2 separate regions of the Nomascus leucogenys genome follow, and region 1 is linked to region 2. The links are chromatin contacts, called in public Hi-C maps. All regions are on one chromosome and are shown on one strand. Each heading gives the region's core, a stretch centred on a gene start, on an enhancer-like site or on the middle of the called end of the contact. The rest is flanking DNA. Distances are from core to core; before and after follow the strand shown.

What was found. Hi-C and Micro-C count contacts between places; a contact is called where the count stands out from the background.
Region 1: a Hi-C map of a lymphoblastoid cell line shows a contact between it and region 2, with 11 times the contacts expected there. The contact joins two enhancer-like sites. A contact is called at or near these places in 4 of 4 Hi-C or Micro-C datasets (a lymphoblastoid cell line and an unstated tissue).

The regions. Positions count from the first base shown.
Region 1 is chr3:96,444,891-96,452,084 of Asia_NLE_v1, forward strand. No RefSeq gene overlaps it. Among named protein-coding and RNA genes, the nearest start is that of GPR6, 61 kb to the left of the region's middle. Within about 2 kb of position 4,326, the one cell type or tissue checked has an H3K27ac peak away from gene starts, as active enhancers do. A contact at or near this core is called in a lymphoblastoid cell line, where this site is marked.
Region 2 is chr3:96,118,151-96,125,115 of Asia_NLE_v1, forward strand. All of the region lies in intron 1 of FIG4 (polyphosphoinositide phosphatase), which reads left to right. Among named protein-coding and RNA genes, the nearest start is that of FIG4, 15 kb to the left of the region's middle. Within about 2 kb of position 1,536, the one cell type or tissue checked has an H3K27ac peak away from gene starts, as active enhancers do. A contact at or near this core is called in a lymphoblastoid cell line, where this site is marked.

The DNA.
Region 1 (7,194 bases), core at 3,076-5,575, 330 kb after region 2:
ATAGCGGAAACCACTTACAAATTAATGGTGGAATTAGGCTGGGGTGCAGGCTCACACCTGTTATTCCAACACTTCCGGAGGTCGAGGTGGAAGGATCACTTGAGCCTAGAAGTTGGAGGCCAGCTTGGGCAACACAGCAAGACCCTGTGTCTAAAAAAGAAAAAAAAATAGCCAGGTGTGGTGGAGGCTGAGGCATGAGGTCCATGTGAGCTCAGGAGTTCAAGGTTACAATGATTGCACCACTGCACTCCAGCCTGGGGAACAGAGTGAGGCCCTGTCTCAAAAAAATAAAATAAAAATTAACCATTAATGGTGGAATTACAGTAGAATGTATTGGTTCTCAAAATATGGTCCCCAAACCTGTAGCATCAGTATCACCTGAGAATGCTGTAGAAATGCACATTCTTAGGCCTTACACCAGACTTACTGAATCAGAAACTCGGGGAGTGGAGCTCAGCAATCTCAGTTTTATCAAGCCCTCTAGTGATTCTGATGCATGCTCAAGTTTGAACAGCTCTCGTGTAATTACTTGAAGTTAAGATGAGAAAGGATTGATTTCTGTGCCAAAAAAAACTTGTAGAAACTGCCCAGCTTGACTGCCTCCCTCAAAAGACTATTTGTTGGCTGGGCACAGTGGCCCACACCTATAATCCCAGCACTTTGGGAGGCCGAGGTGGGTGGATTGCTTGAGCCCAGGAGTTTGAGACCAGCCTGGGCAACATGGTGACACACTGTCTTTGGGGAGCCAACAGGAAGGTGGCTAGAGGGACTGGGAGCGCAGACACCAAGGACCCTGCAGCCTTACGCCCTGCGCTGGTCTTCTCCCTTCCTTATGGAGACCATGGCGGTACCATGGGCTCTCCTTGGCTCACTGTGGTGGAAAAGTAGGAAAGCCAACTGGGTCAGCACAGGCTGCGGAGTTAGCTTCTGCTTTTAAAATGGTTTTGAAATGCAAGGCAGTCGCAGCCACCTTCACTGAATTATATCCTTGATGCAAAATCAGCACAAGGGGTAAACACTGATCCTTTTCTGTGGAGTACACACACAAAAGACAGTCTTTCTGCAATAAAGGGGTAGCAAACCTGGAAGGTGAAGCAAAAGGGATGTGCATTCCACCCTGATTTGTGTTTGAAAAGAACGAAGGAGAGCGGCGAGGGAGTCAGCATCTTCGCCTAAAGGTCTTGGCAGGCCACTGGACAACAGTAAATGAGTCTGAAAAATAACATCACACACAGCTGGAGAGGGAATGTCCAGGAGTGCCCAGAGATTGAAATACAGGCCATCAGACGTGCAGGAACTGGAGCATGGGTCAGAAGTTTCTGGGTCCACACAGGCTGCAGCTGGCAAAGGGGTGGCATGAAGAGGGGGAGCCTCTGTGTGGTATTAGCTGGAAGAGTACTGCACCATCCTCAGAGTCGCCAGGAGGCTCCATCCCTAGGAGGCAGACACTGAAATGTCTTTCTCTTAGCAGGGAGGCAGCTGTCACACCTGCTTCTGAGAGAGCCACACTCAAAGCTGGAACACTATGGACTGCGCTTCTCTTTCAGACTCATGGGTCCAGTAAAAGTTGGCAACAAAGGAGTTGGTGAGACCTCAATATGGGGATGATGAAAACATGCTTTATGAACTGCAATGCACTATACAAATGTTAGGGGTTTTTTAAAGGAAATGAGCACCAACATGAACTACAGTGTGAGCAGGCATCTATGGTTCCCAGGCTCTTAGTAGCTGGAACTGGTTGCCTTACTCTCACTCTCCTCACTGAAAATTAACTAGTTCATTCATTTCTTCCTTTACTCGGTGCATTGGAGTCACACTTACTGAGCACCTACTGTGTGAAGAAATGGATGATACCCTCAAGAAATTCACAGCTTGGTAAAAATGTTCCAAAGGTACCTGTCATGCCAAATGCATGGAAAAGGGTCTGAAAGGAAACAAACCAGAAGTGGCTTTCTCTGGGGAGGAGGAAAGAAGAGGGTAATATTGAATTCTTTACCAATAAAAGACAACTGTAGCACCCGTGTGTACCCCTGGGTTCTAATAGATGACTCCGATATGAGTGGGCATTTTACATGCAACCAAATGAAAATGGCTTTGATTTTTGATTTTGGAATAAACTGCTTTTTCGATTAGTCAGAAGTTCTATGAAATGTTCCCAGCTGGCTCCTGGGTAAATGTCCCAACCCTGCAGACTACATGAGTCCCAGACAACATTTAATTATTTCCTATTTCACAATGCCCATGCAGAGGCTGAATTTTGCTTCACGTGCCCGGAGCTACTCAGGCTCATTTTCCTGCTGTTTTCAACTTCCCATTGACCCAAATCCCTCTCTGGCCCTAGGGATTGAGACTTTGTGTTCCAGTTACATAAATTCTAGGCCGCAGAATAGCCACGCATGCTGGCAGCTCTTTACCCTGTCGCCTGGGCCCTCACATCCTTCTGTGGTATCCTTTCAGATGACCACAGCTCTCTTCTGCCCTCCTGGGTGGGCAGGGCCAGAAGGGCCAGGAAATAGCCCCAAATGGGAGGACCAAACCCCCTAGCCGAGCACCCTGACCACAGTGCCCACTCCTCATTAGAGGACATAGGGGAAGAAGGCTTCCTAAGTGTTCCCCAAGAAGTTTTAAACATAGCAAAAACCAATTACAAATTAATGGTGGAATTAGGCTGGGGTGCAGGCTCACACCTGTTATTCCAACACTTCAGGAGGTCGAGGTGGAAGGATCACTTGAGCCTAGAAGTTGGAGGTCAGCTTGGGCAATACAGCAAGACCCTGTGTGGAAAAAAGAAAAAAAATTAGCCAGGTCTAGTGGTGGCCTGGGTCTACAGTCCCAGCTACTCAGGAGGCTGAGGCATGAGGTCCGTTTGAGCCCAGGAGTTCAAGGTTACAATGGTTGCACCACTGCACTCCAGCCTGGGGAACAGAGTGAGGCCCTGTTTCAAAAAAATAAAATAAAAAATAATCATTAATGGTGGATTTAAAATAGAATATATTGGTTCTCAAAATATGGTCCCCAAACCTGCAGCATCAGTATCACCTGAGAACGCTGTAGAAATGCACATTCTTAGGCCTTACACCAGACTTACTGAATCAGAAACTCGGGGAGTGGAGCTCAGCAATCTCAGTTTTATCAAGCTCTCTGGTGATTCTGATGCATGCTTAAGTTTGAACAGCTCTCGTGTAATTACTTGAAGTTAAAATGAGAAATGATTGATTTCTGTTGGAAAAAAAAAAAAAACAAAACTTGTAGAAACTGCCCAGATTGACTGCCTCCTTCAGAGGAGTATCTGTTGGCTGTGCACAATGGCTCACACCTGTAATCCCAGCACTTTGGGAGGCCGAGGTGGGTGGATCGCTTAAGCCCAGGAGTTTGAGACCAGCCTGAGAAACATGGTGAAACCCTGTCTCTACAAAACATTTTAAAAATTAGCCAGGCATGGTGGCACATGCCTGTAGTCCCAGCTATTTGGGAGGCTAAGGTGGGAGGATCACTTGAGCTCAGGAGATTGAGGCTGCAGTGAGCTGTGATTGTGCCACTGCACTCCAGCTGGGCGACAGAGATCCTGTCTCAAAAAAAAAAAAAAAAAAAAAACCCAAAGTATTTGTAAGTGGCAATTCCTCAGACTTTCAATTCTACAGATGAATTAAGTTTTTTGAGGACATGAGAACAAAATTGCATTCCTTTGCTAGGGACACACACACACACACACACACACACACACACACACACACAAGACTGGGTGGCTTAAACAAAAATGTGTTTTCTCACTCTTCCGGAGGCCAGTTAAGTCCAAGATCAATTTCCTCTTCGGGTTGGTGTCTTCTGAGGTTTCTCCTTGGCTTGCAGCGGGCGCCCTCTTGTGGCCTCTGCATGCGGTCATCTCTCTGTGCACGAGGCCCTGATAGCTCCTTGCAGGTTCAATTTCCTCTTCTTACAGGAACAGCAGGCAGATTGGATTAGGGCTAACCCTAATGGTCTCTTTAAACTTAATCGCCTCTTTAGAAATCCACTCTCTAAATACAGTCACATTCTGAGGTGTTATGGGTTAGGGCTTCAACATATGAGTTTTGAGGAAGCACACTGCCACCCATACAAGGAGTCTTCTCAAAACGGACGGTGTGTCAGCATCCATCAGTCCCGTCTGAAACCCTTTGCCTCGGTGTGTGGGACCAAGGTGAGGCACACTGGACCCTCTCTTTCCCTCCCCTCAGCTCCCTCATCACCTCACACCGCTCTCCAAGAGGCAGCTGATTCTATGGACCCAACTGCCTCTCCGAAGAGCAGCTGCGCCCTTGGTAAAGGAGAAAACGGAAAAGGAAAAGGAGAAACTCAGGTGAGAGCATTCGTGAGACCAGCAGGGAGAAGGGGCAGCGGAGAGGAGGCCGCCTGCCTCTGTCTCTGCGCGCGAGGTGTCAGAGCCCCGGCACTGGCACCAGGAAGTGGTCGACTGGGGGGCTGGTAAAAAGAATTTACCGACAACAGTACAGCTTTGAAAAAGGAACGTTTATTAGAAAGGAAGAACGCTGCAAAAGGGTGCAGTGGGGCAGCTCAGCGAGAGGACTGAGCGCACCCTGGTGGATTTTCCTTACAAGCATTTATGAACCTTTTAAGGTGGGAGTTTAGGGTTGTAAAATGAGTTTCAGCACGGCATTCCGGAGATGTATAGAAATTTTAGCTGCTTATAAAAGTTGAAAGAGGATTGGAACCTCTGAAAGTTTAAAGATGCCAACTTTATTTATTTTATTTTATTTTATTTTATTCATTTATATTTTTTCGCTCTGTCGCCCAGGCTGGAGTGCAGTGGCGAGATCTCGGCCTCCTGGGTTCAAGCGATTCTCCTGCCGCAGCCTCCCGAGTAGCTGGGATCACAGGCGCGTGCCACCACGCCCAGCTAATTTTTGTATTTTAGCAAATATGGGGGTTTCACCATGCTGGCCAGGCTGGTCTCGAACCCCTGACCTCAAGTGATCCGCCCGCCTCGGCCTCCCAAAATGCTGGGATTACAGGTGTGAGCCACTGCACCCCAGCTTAAAGGTGACAACTTTAGATACTAGAGAAGCTTGATTACTTCTAAATTCCCCAGATAAGGAGTTTTGCCTCCAGATGGCCTGTTTGGTGGTCACCAGGTGGTCTTTGCTCCTTTCTGAATTGCTCAGATAAGTTTTTATCTCCGGGGCCTGTTCAATGGTCACCAGGTGATTTTCGCTCTCCTCAGTCTCCAGAATTAAGACAGGCAGGGGACCATCTTAGGGGCCTGCTGGGCTCCCGCCAACCACTGTCCCCTGCCCAGCATGGAAAACTTTTGAGTCCCTTCAAGGGAAATTCCAGGCACCCAGCTAGCCCTATGGCCAGCAATTAGAGAACTGAATAAATGACCCCCTAAGTGAGAAGATCATAATAACTTTTGCAATAGCCACCCAAATAAGTCAGAGTCACAAGATGTTTGTTTCCCTACAGAAACTAAAGATAACATCTTGACATATGTCCTTGAGTTGTTTTTAAGAAACCAGGACTCCCACCTGATGGAAAATGCCAGCTGTCTTCACAGTGATCTCAGACAGACTGAAGCCAAGAAGCAGATTTTAAAAGTTCCAGAAATTCTCTCACTTTGGAGATGCCCCCCAACACACCGCACCCTGCCACCTTTAAAACCCCCTGCTTGGAAGCCATCAGAGAGTTCGGGTCTTAAGCGTTAGCTGCTCATTCTCCTTGGCTCTGCTCACTGCAATAAATGTCTCACTTTCTCTCACTGCAAATCCTGGTGTCAGTATTTGGCTTTTTCTGTGCATTAGGCAAGCAGACCCAAGTTCAGTTTGGTAACAGAACCAGAGGTGAAGTAACCTCTCAACGCCACCCAATTTAAAAGGCTAAGCAGGGTGCAAGTTTGGAGCCAAATCAAGGCTAAACCACTTGGGAGCTGTGTGGTTATGGATCAGCCACTTACCTTCTTCGTGCTTCTGTTCATTCATTTGTTCTACAAAATAAGCACAGGCTTTCAGACACCGCCCTAGCTCTTAATTCCATGTTGGTAAAATGGGAATAATAAACCCAATTTTCTGAGTTGTTAGGAACATTCGACATAAACACCTAGGATAATGTCTAACCTATTAGCGATTCGTTGGGGACTTGGTCTGTGTTTGTCTGCTTCTGTGTCACTTCAGTACAAGGCAGAGTAACTGGGACTCAGTCGATATTTGAGAAAGGAAAGAGAGACAGAGGTGAGGGGAGACTGGGAGGGAGAGAAGATAAAGAGGTGAGCGTGGGGGACTGAATGGTCGGTGTCATTACTGCTACCACTTGGGATCGCCCGGACCCTGGGCAGTCCGAGAACATGGTCACTTTGGTACCAACCTTGACCCACATCACTTCCTTTCTTCCCCAGCAGGGCTTCTAGGAACAGAAGACTTTGTTCTCCGAGAGATTCCAGGTTAGATTCCAAATTTTTTTTTAACTTTATGTATTCACATTTAATTAGAATAGGCATAAACCAAAAAGAAGAAAAAAATCAGGATAAAGTGTCACTATCATTTTGTTTGCAAGGAAGAGTCAGGAAATGGAAGAAATTACCAGAAAAATATTCTAAGGCCATCCTGAAGTAGCTAGGTTACATAATCTTAAGAGTCAAATGCCAAAATTAAGTATTATACCACTTAATCCAAATGAACAAAAGGGGAGTCAAAAGTTTATCCTGTTTAGGGTAATAATTTTTATATTCAATATATAGTGTTTCGTTTCTCACAAAGTGGTACTGGTCCATGAAGCAACTGAAATGTCCCTCTGACACTCTGTCACCTCCATCTTCCCCCCTTTATTTCCCCCTCACTTCTGACACCAGGACCTTTTTGCTACTCACAGATTGTTTAGGGCCCCTCACTCTGAAGGAAAAACAGGAGGGAGTGAGAGGACAGAGCCCTGGACCCTCCCACATTCACCCCCTAACGCTTTACATGGCTGGTCCCCTTCGTGATATTCCCAGACACCAAGTCTGTGGAATTAGCTAGTGAACAAATTCTCACTGTGGTGTGGTCATCACAGTGTACTGTGTTACCCCTTCCAAGGGCAGCTGCCCTATTGTGGAGCCTTGAGGCAGGGGAATAGGAATTGAAGGTAACCAAGGGTTAAGGCATAAGCAAAAGAACAACAGGTACAGACAGTTCTAGGCAGGATTAGGTAGCATACAGGCCACATCGT
Region 2 (6,965 bases), core at 286-2,785:
AAGTTTAACATGAATTGAAGCTGTCATACAACCTAAAATTTCTTTCAAGAAGGCTGATTTTCCTCCCTCAGATGAAAAGTGAGTGATTAATTAGCCTGTCATTATAAAAGGAGATAATGTTAGTAGATACTGAATTTCCTGTTAAATGGATTACCTATTGTATTCCATTTGGATTTCACATATATTTTAGAAATACTGATCTTTATACCAACTCAACTCTATTAAAGCTATATTGAAATTTTAAGCTTTTGCTTGAACAATGACACTTTACTTTCAGAAGAGAGCCAGTTTAGCTCACTTCTATCTTAACAGGTATTATTTCAATGTAGCTTTTTTTTGGTATCCTAATTCTCCACCTGAACTCCTGCCAAATCCCAAGCCCCAGCATATCTACAAATACACAAACCTTTTCCCTAGTGGTGTTGATTCGTAGGCATCTACTTGCATGTATATATGCATTTAGGGAGTCTGGCTGAGGCATGCCTGATCTATGGAAATTCCGTGTACTCCAATTACTGCTCCCTTTCCTTCCCTATTCTTCTTGGATATTTTATTTATCTCCTTTCCCTCTACCATTTGAACTAGGGGCCCTTTGCTTCTTCAGACTCTGCCAATACTTGAGATGACTTTTCGTCTTCTTTCAATCCCTAGTTCTTACTACAAATTTGTAATAAATTGAACCCTGACTTTCCCCTAGATGTATAAATCTCTCAACACATTCACACCCCTTAAGTATTCTTCTGGGTTTCATCTTGAAGCAATGGCTTTAGTCCAGACTAGAGTCTCCCAAGGCCTGCACTACAGCCACCATTCTGGGGTTTCCCTTCACCGTTACCCTATATCATACTCTGTATGACAGTTTCCCTGTTTTCCTGGATCCCATCATTTCCTGTTTCTTGATTATGGACTTGTTTTGGTAGAGTACTTCCTTTAATTACTTCATGAGAAAGGGTTCATAGAAGGTCATTTTTTTTTAAGCGCATAAGTATCTAAAAATGTCCTATGCCACCCTCAGGTTTGATTGATAAATATTGAATTAAGGATTGGAATGAATTTTCCTTTAGAATTTTGAAGGCCTTATGTCATTCTCTTCCACCTTCCAGCATTGTTGCTGAGAGCTTCTAATGTTACTCTGTTCTTGATCTTTAGTTTGAAGCTTGTTTTTTTTTTTTTCTTTTTAGAAGCTGTGCTAACTTCTTTTGGTGCTCTCTTCTTTTTATCTTCTTCTGACACTACAGAGGTATCAGGGGCTTCAAATTCCCAAGCCTTTTGGAGGTTCTATTGTGTAAATTGGATTGCTTCTTGACTTTTCCATTACCAGTTTAGGAGTCAGCTTTGTTACACATGCTTTTCAGTTTCAAATGGTTTTTATTTTTCTCCTTTAACTTCTTTGTTCCTCCTTTTGCTCTTGGGGCTTGAGCCTAAAAATAAACATAAAAAACTTTACTGTGGTTTTAGTAAGATGTTTGGGAGGACCAGAGATGTCCACTCCCCTGTCTTTATCCAGGATTCTACCTGTTTTGCACCTCAGACGTCTCTGTTGTGGATCTTGCCCCCTCTCTGTCCCTGAGACTGCCCACAGAAGGGCCACTCACAAGTGCCTGTCGTCAGATGCTCTGTTCTTATCGACTTGACTTCTCAGCAGCATCTGATGTGACTGCTTTCTCCTTTCCCAGATGATCTTTCTTTGCTTTGATGAGTCCACCCCGTGCTGGGGTTTTCTCATTCACCAGCCATTCCCCCCAATCTTCTCAGCTGGTTCTTTCTCTGTATCTGGCCTCTAAATAATGGAGTTCCTCAGGCTAGCTTTTTTGGGCTCTCGTCACTCTCCCTACTCTCTGTAGTAGGTTTAACCCAGTCCCATGGCTTTAAATGCTGCATATGTGCTGATGGCACCCACTGAGCTCTTTTACCCACTAAGTTCTCACTTGGCCTCTCTGGGCATGTTGTGAACAGAACTCTTGGTTTCCCTTCACACCCGTTTCTTCTCTAGTCATCTTGACATAAGTGGCACCATCACCTAGCTACCTGCTTAAAGGTAATTGGATCTATTACTCTCCTTCCTGATCCCATCTACCAGTAAGTTATATCTCCAAAATATAGCTTCAGTTTATCTTTTTCCTCAGGCATCGAGCCTAGTTCCTGACACATATGAGGCATTCACTAGTCAGTGGTCAAATGAGTGACATCAATAGAAACACCAAGAAAATTTATGTAAAAAAAACGTGGGCTTGGGGCTGGGCGTGGTGGCTCATGCCTATAATCCCAGCACTTTGGGAGGCCAAGGCAGGTGTATCATTTGAGGTCAGGAGTTTGAGACCAGCCTGGCCAACATGGTGAAACCCTGTCTCTACTAAAAATACAACAACAACAAAAAAATTAGCCACATGTCGTGGTGCACGTCTGTAATCCCAGCTACTCAGGAGGCTGAGGGAGGAGAATTGCTTGAACCCAGGACGCGGAGGTTCTGGTGAGCCAAGATCACACCACTGCACTCCAGCCTGGGTGACAGAGTGAGACTCCATCTCAAAAAAATAAAAAAATAAAAAAAGTAGGCTCTTTAAAAATGGCGAAGTCATGAAAAACAAAGCCTGACGGACTATTCTAGATTAAAAGATTTAAAAAGATGTAACATATCTTTACATAAAGATATGTAATACATGATCCTTGATTAGATTCTGGCTTTAAAAAATCCAGCTATAGAGGATATTATAGAGAGATGGGGGAAAATTGGAATATAAATTGTACATACATAATATTTTATCGATGATATTATGATTATGTGTTATGATACCTGCAACTCATTTCCAGAGGTTCAGAGGAAGAAAGCGTCTATCAGGAGTGGGGGAGGGAGAAAACAAATGCAACAAAATGTTAACAGTTGGTGAGTCTAGATGAAGGGTATATGGGTGTTCGTTGTACTGTTCTGTTGTCTTTGAAAATTTTTTTAAATTAAAAATTGGGGAAAAAAATCAACAGTGGAGAAAAATTTAGTGGAGGGAAACTTTAGGGAAATTTTTAATCCCCAAAATGCTGAGGTCCATTTTGAAACATACTATTAATGTAACAAAGGCTGAGGATATACAGTGTTGATACATTCAACAGAAAGGAAATAAGAACGAGTAGAAACAAGGCCTTTCTGGAAGTTACCTCTTAAAAAATTGGTGTGAAAGTAGATGGTCAGCTGCCCACCAGAGGGCAGTGCAGGCAGTGATTCCGCGGTCTACAACAGGCCCGCTGAAAAGCAGGGATTTTCTTTCCCACATAACTGGCTCCACATGAGGTCGCTATTCTCTGCACAAAACGTTTTTAGGATTCTTGGACTATTTGAGAAGAGAGAGAATGCGGCTAGTTACAGTGTTTCCCATTTCTTTCCCTCCACTCTGATCTACTTCCAGATTCTGTGGGTTTTAGCCTTTGGCTCCTCTGATTCATGAATTCTTTGGAAGGATCTAGATATGGGAAGTACAGATCTGCCTTCCTAAGTATGTGTTTCAGAGTCCAATAATGCATTTGCCCATGAGCATGTCAGGATTTATATCTGTTTTTAAAATCACAAACTGCCAAAGTATCATCCCATTGCAATTAATCTTTAGGTTTCCTAAGATTTATTAAAATTCTGTACAACAAACCCCTGTGACACAAGTTTACCTATGTAGCAAACCTTCACATATACCCTCAAACCTAAAATAAAAGTTAAAACTAAAAAATAAAATTCTAGGGAATTTCCTCTTTTAAACCTAGGATGTTCCTCCTTACTGAGTAGTTGACTTAAAAGAGCCATTTTTTCTATGTGCTTACCCAGAAAAGCTGGGTTAGTGTAAATGTCTTAGAAAATTACCCAGCACATTAAATGATTACTCTGTGGTACACAGTTGTTCTTTCACCTAACACTTAGCCAATGCTGAGGCACCATATTGTACTACTAGACTAGGGAATTAAAATCCACAGAGGTTAAGGAGTTAGCCCCAGTCTCCCGAGGTGCTTATAGTAGGGGGCAGACAAGCCCCAAACAAATTTAGACAAGACTTTCAGAAGTAAGTACTACATTTAGATAGAAACAAAAGTGCTTTGGGGAGAACAGGTGATGAGTAGGGATTGGTGCAGGTGGACGTGGGTGGTTCACTGGCCCTGTCTTGGCTCAGTGCCCAAAGTCCTGCTTAGAGGTTCCTCAAGGCCAAATTCAGAATCAGGACAACACCAGCCTGCTCTGACCATCCCCAGATAAGTCAAGTGCCCTTCCTGTGTTCTCATGGCATCTAGTTCATGCCTCTGTTACAGCATGCTATTCATGGTTGTCAGTTTGCATGCTCTTCTCTCCTGAGGACATAGACTGACTACTAACAGATTGGCGCATTCTCCCATTGTGGGTCCATTCTGGTCCTGAACATGCTTTCCTCCCTTTGGGCTACTCTGTTTTCCTCTGGCATTTGTCTTTTTCCTCAAATACAATGGCATAGTCTCACTGACTTCTTACAAAGTGAAGGAAAGAAAAGGAACTAACACTTATTGAGTGTCTTTTTTGTGCTGACCGCTATAGTCACTGTGTTAGGTGCTTCATTTTCTGTAGTCACTGTGTTAGGTGCTTTGTGAACGAACATTTTCTCGCTTATTCTTGTGCCTGTAACAAACATGCTAGCTTCTTCCCTTTTCAGTTCTTTGCACTTGCTATTTCCTCTCCTAGAAGCCATTTTTCAAGTCCTCAAGAAGGGCTCCCTTTTCTGCTAACAAGCACGTGTCGTGTACAAACTATTCTTCTTAGGTGAACGTTGTTAGATTGGCTACCCCCTCTCCTCTCAGTGGTGGGTGGGGTGTCAGGGACAGGAATTAGCTGAAGCCTGGCTGAGATTCTTTGACTTCTTTTCTCTTTCTGTTTGCCTGTCTGTCTAACTGTGCCCCCAGTACATCGAACCCTGTCACTGGATGTCCCAACTTAGTTTACTAATTTTTATTATAATTGCTTTATTTTTACCTCATTATAACTCATAGTGTCATCTAGACTGTACCTCTCCTAGGAGATGAAGGATTGAATTTCTTGACCAGCTTTCCTCTTGAGATCAGGCTAACCCATCATTTTTAACAGATTGTTTTGCTCTTCATAACCTATCAGTAAATCAGACCTTTATAAACTGATGTGTGTATATATATATATATATACACATACTTAATAGTAAAAATTCCATGTATTTCTACAGATTTAAAGTTAAAACAGTATATCCAAGTGTTCATGTTGTAATATACAGTAAATTCTTACCTTTTAAAGTGTTAACCATTCTTGAAGGTTCAATTCTAGACCCAACTGGTCTGACATTTTTCTCATCTATAATAAACTACATCAGTCTTGCCTGCACTGATTTCCTATGGTCTACATGCTTCATTTTGGCCTTTAATATTGAAAGACTTATTTGTTATTTAGTTGCTTTGTGTATCTACACCTTATATGTCCAGTAGTAAATGGCACAATGTGAGTTGATTATGGCAGTGTTTTCTCAATTTTTGCAATGTTTAAAAAGTATCACTTTTTAAAGGACTTTTTGAAGCGAAATATCTTTATTTTTGCTAATGAAGTTGTACTTATTTTTTAGATATAATTTTAGAATAATTCATTTCATTTAGTTTTTCTTAAAAGCATTTTCATTTAAGTATATTTTTCTGCATTTTGATTATTTTATTCTCAGTATTCTTTTTTTTTTTTTACTTTTAAGTTTGGGATACACATGCAGGTTTGTTACATAGGTAAACCTGTGTCATGGGGGTTTGTTGTACAGATTATTTTGTCACCCAGGTATTAAACCTACTACCCATTAGTTATTTTTCCTAATCCTCTCCCTCCTCCCACCCTCCACCCTCCAAAAGACCCCAGTGTCTGTTGCTCCCCTCTGTGTGTCCATGTGTTCTCATCCCACTTGTAAGTGAGAACGTGCAGTATTTGGTTTTTTGTTTTTGCATTCATTTGCCAAGGATAATGGCCTCCAGCTCCATCCATGTTCCTGCAAAGGACTTTTTTATGGCTGCATAATATTCCATGGTATATATGTACCACATTTTCTTTATCCAGTCTATCACTGATGGGCATTTAGGTTGAATCCATGTCTTTGCTATTGTGAACAGTACTGCAGTGAACATACATGTGCATTTGTCTTTATAATAGAACAACTTCTCTTCCTTTGGGTGTATACCCAGTAATGGGATTGCTGGGCCGAATGGTATTTCTGTCTTTAGGTCTTAGAGGAATTGCCACACTGTCTTCTACAATGGTTCAACTAATATACACTTCCGCTAACAGTGTATAAGTGTTCCTTTTTCTCTGCAACCTTTCCAGCATCTGTTGTTTTTTGACTTTTTAGTAATAGCCATTCTGACTGGTGTGAGATGGTCTTTCATTGTGGTTTTGATTTGCATTTCTCTGATAATCAGTGATGCAGAGCTTTTTTTTTCATATGATTGTTGGCTGCATGTATGTCTTCTTTAGAAAAGTGTCTGTTCATGTCCTTTGCCCATTTTTTAATGTTTTTTTTTTTCTTGTAAATTTGTTTAAGTCCCTCACGGATGCTGGATATTAGATCTTTGTCAGATGTATAGTTTGTAAAAATTTTCTCCTATTCTGTAAGTTGTCTGTTTACTCTCTTGATAGTTTATTTTGCTGTGCAGAAGCTCTTTAGTTTAATTAGATCCCATTTGTCATTTTTTGCTTTTGTTGCAATTGCTTTTGGATCTTCATCATGAAATCTTATGGTATTGCCTATGTTGTCTTCCAGAGTTTTTGTACTTTTGGGTTTTACATTTAAGACATTAATCCATCTTGAGTTACTTTTTGTATGTGGTGTAAGGAAGGGGTCCAGTTTCAATCTTTCAATCTTCTGCATATGGCTAGCCAATTCTCCCGGATCATTTATTGAATAGGGAATCCTTTCCCCATTGCTTGTTTTAGTAAGGTTTGTCAAAGACTAGATAGTTGTAGCTGT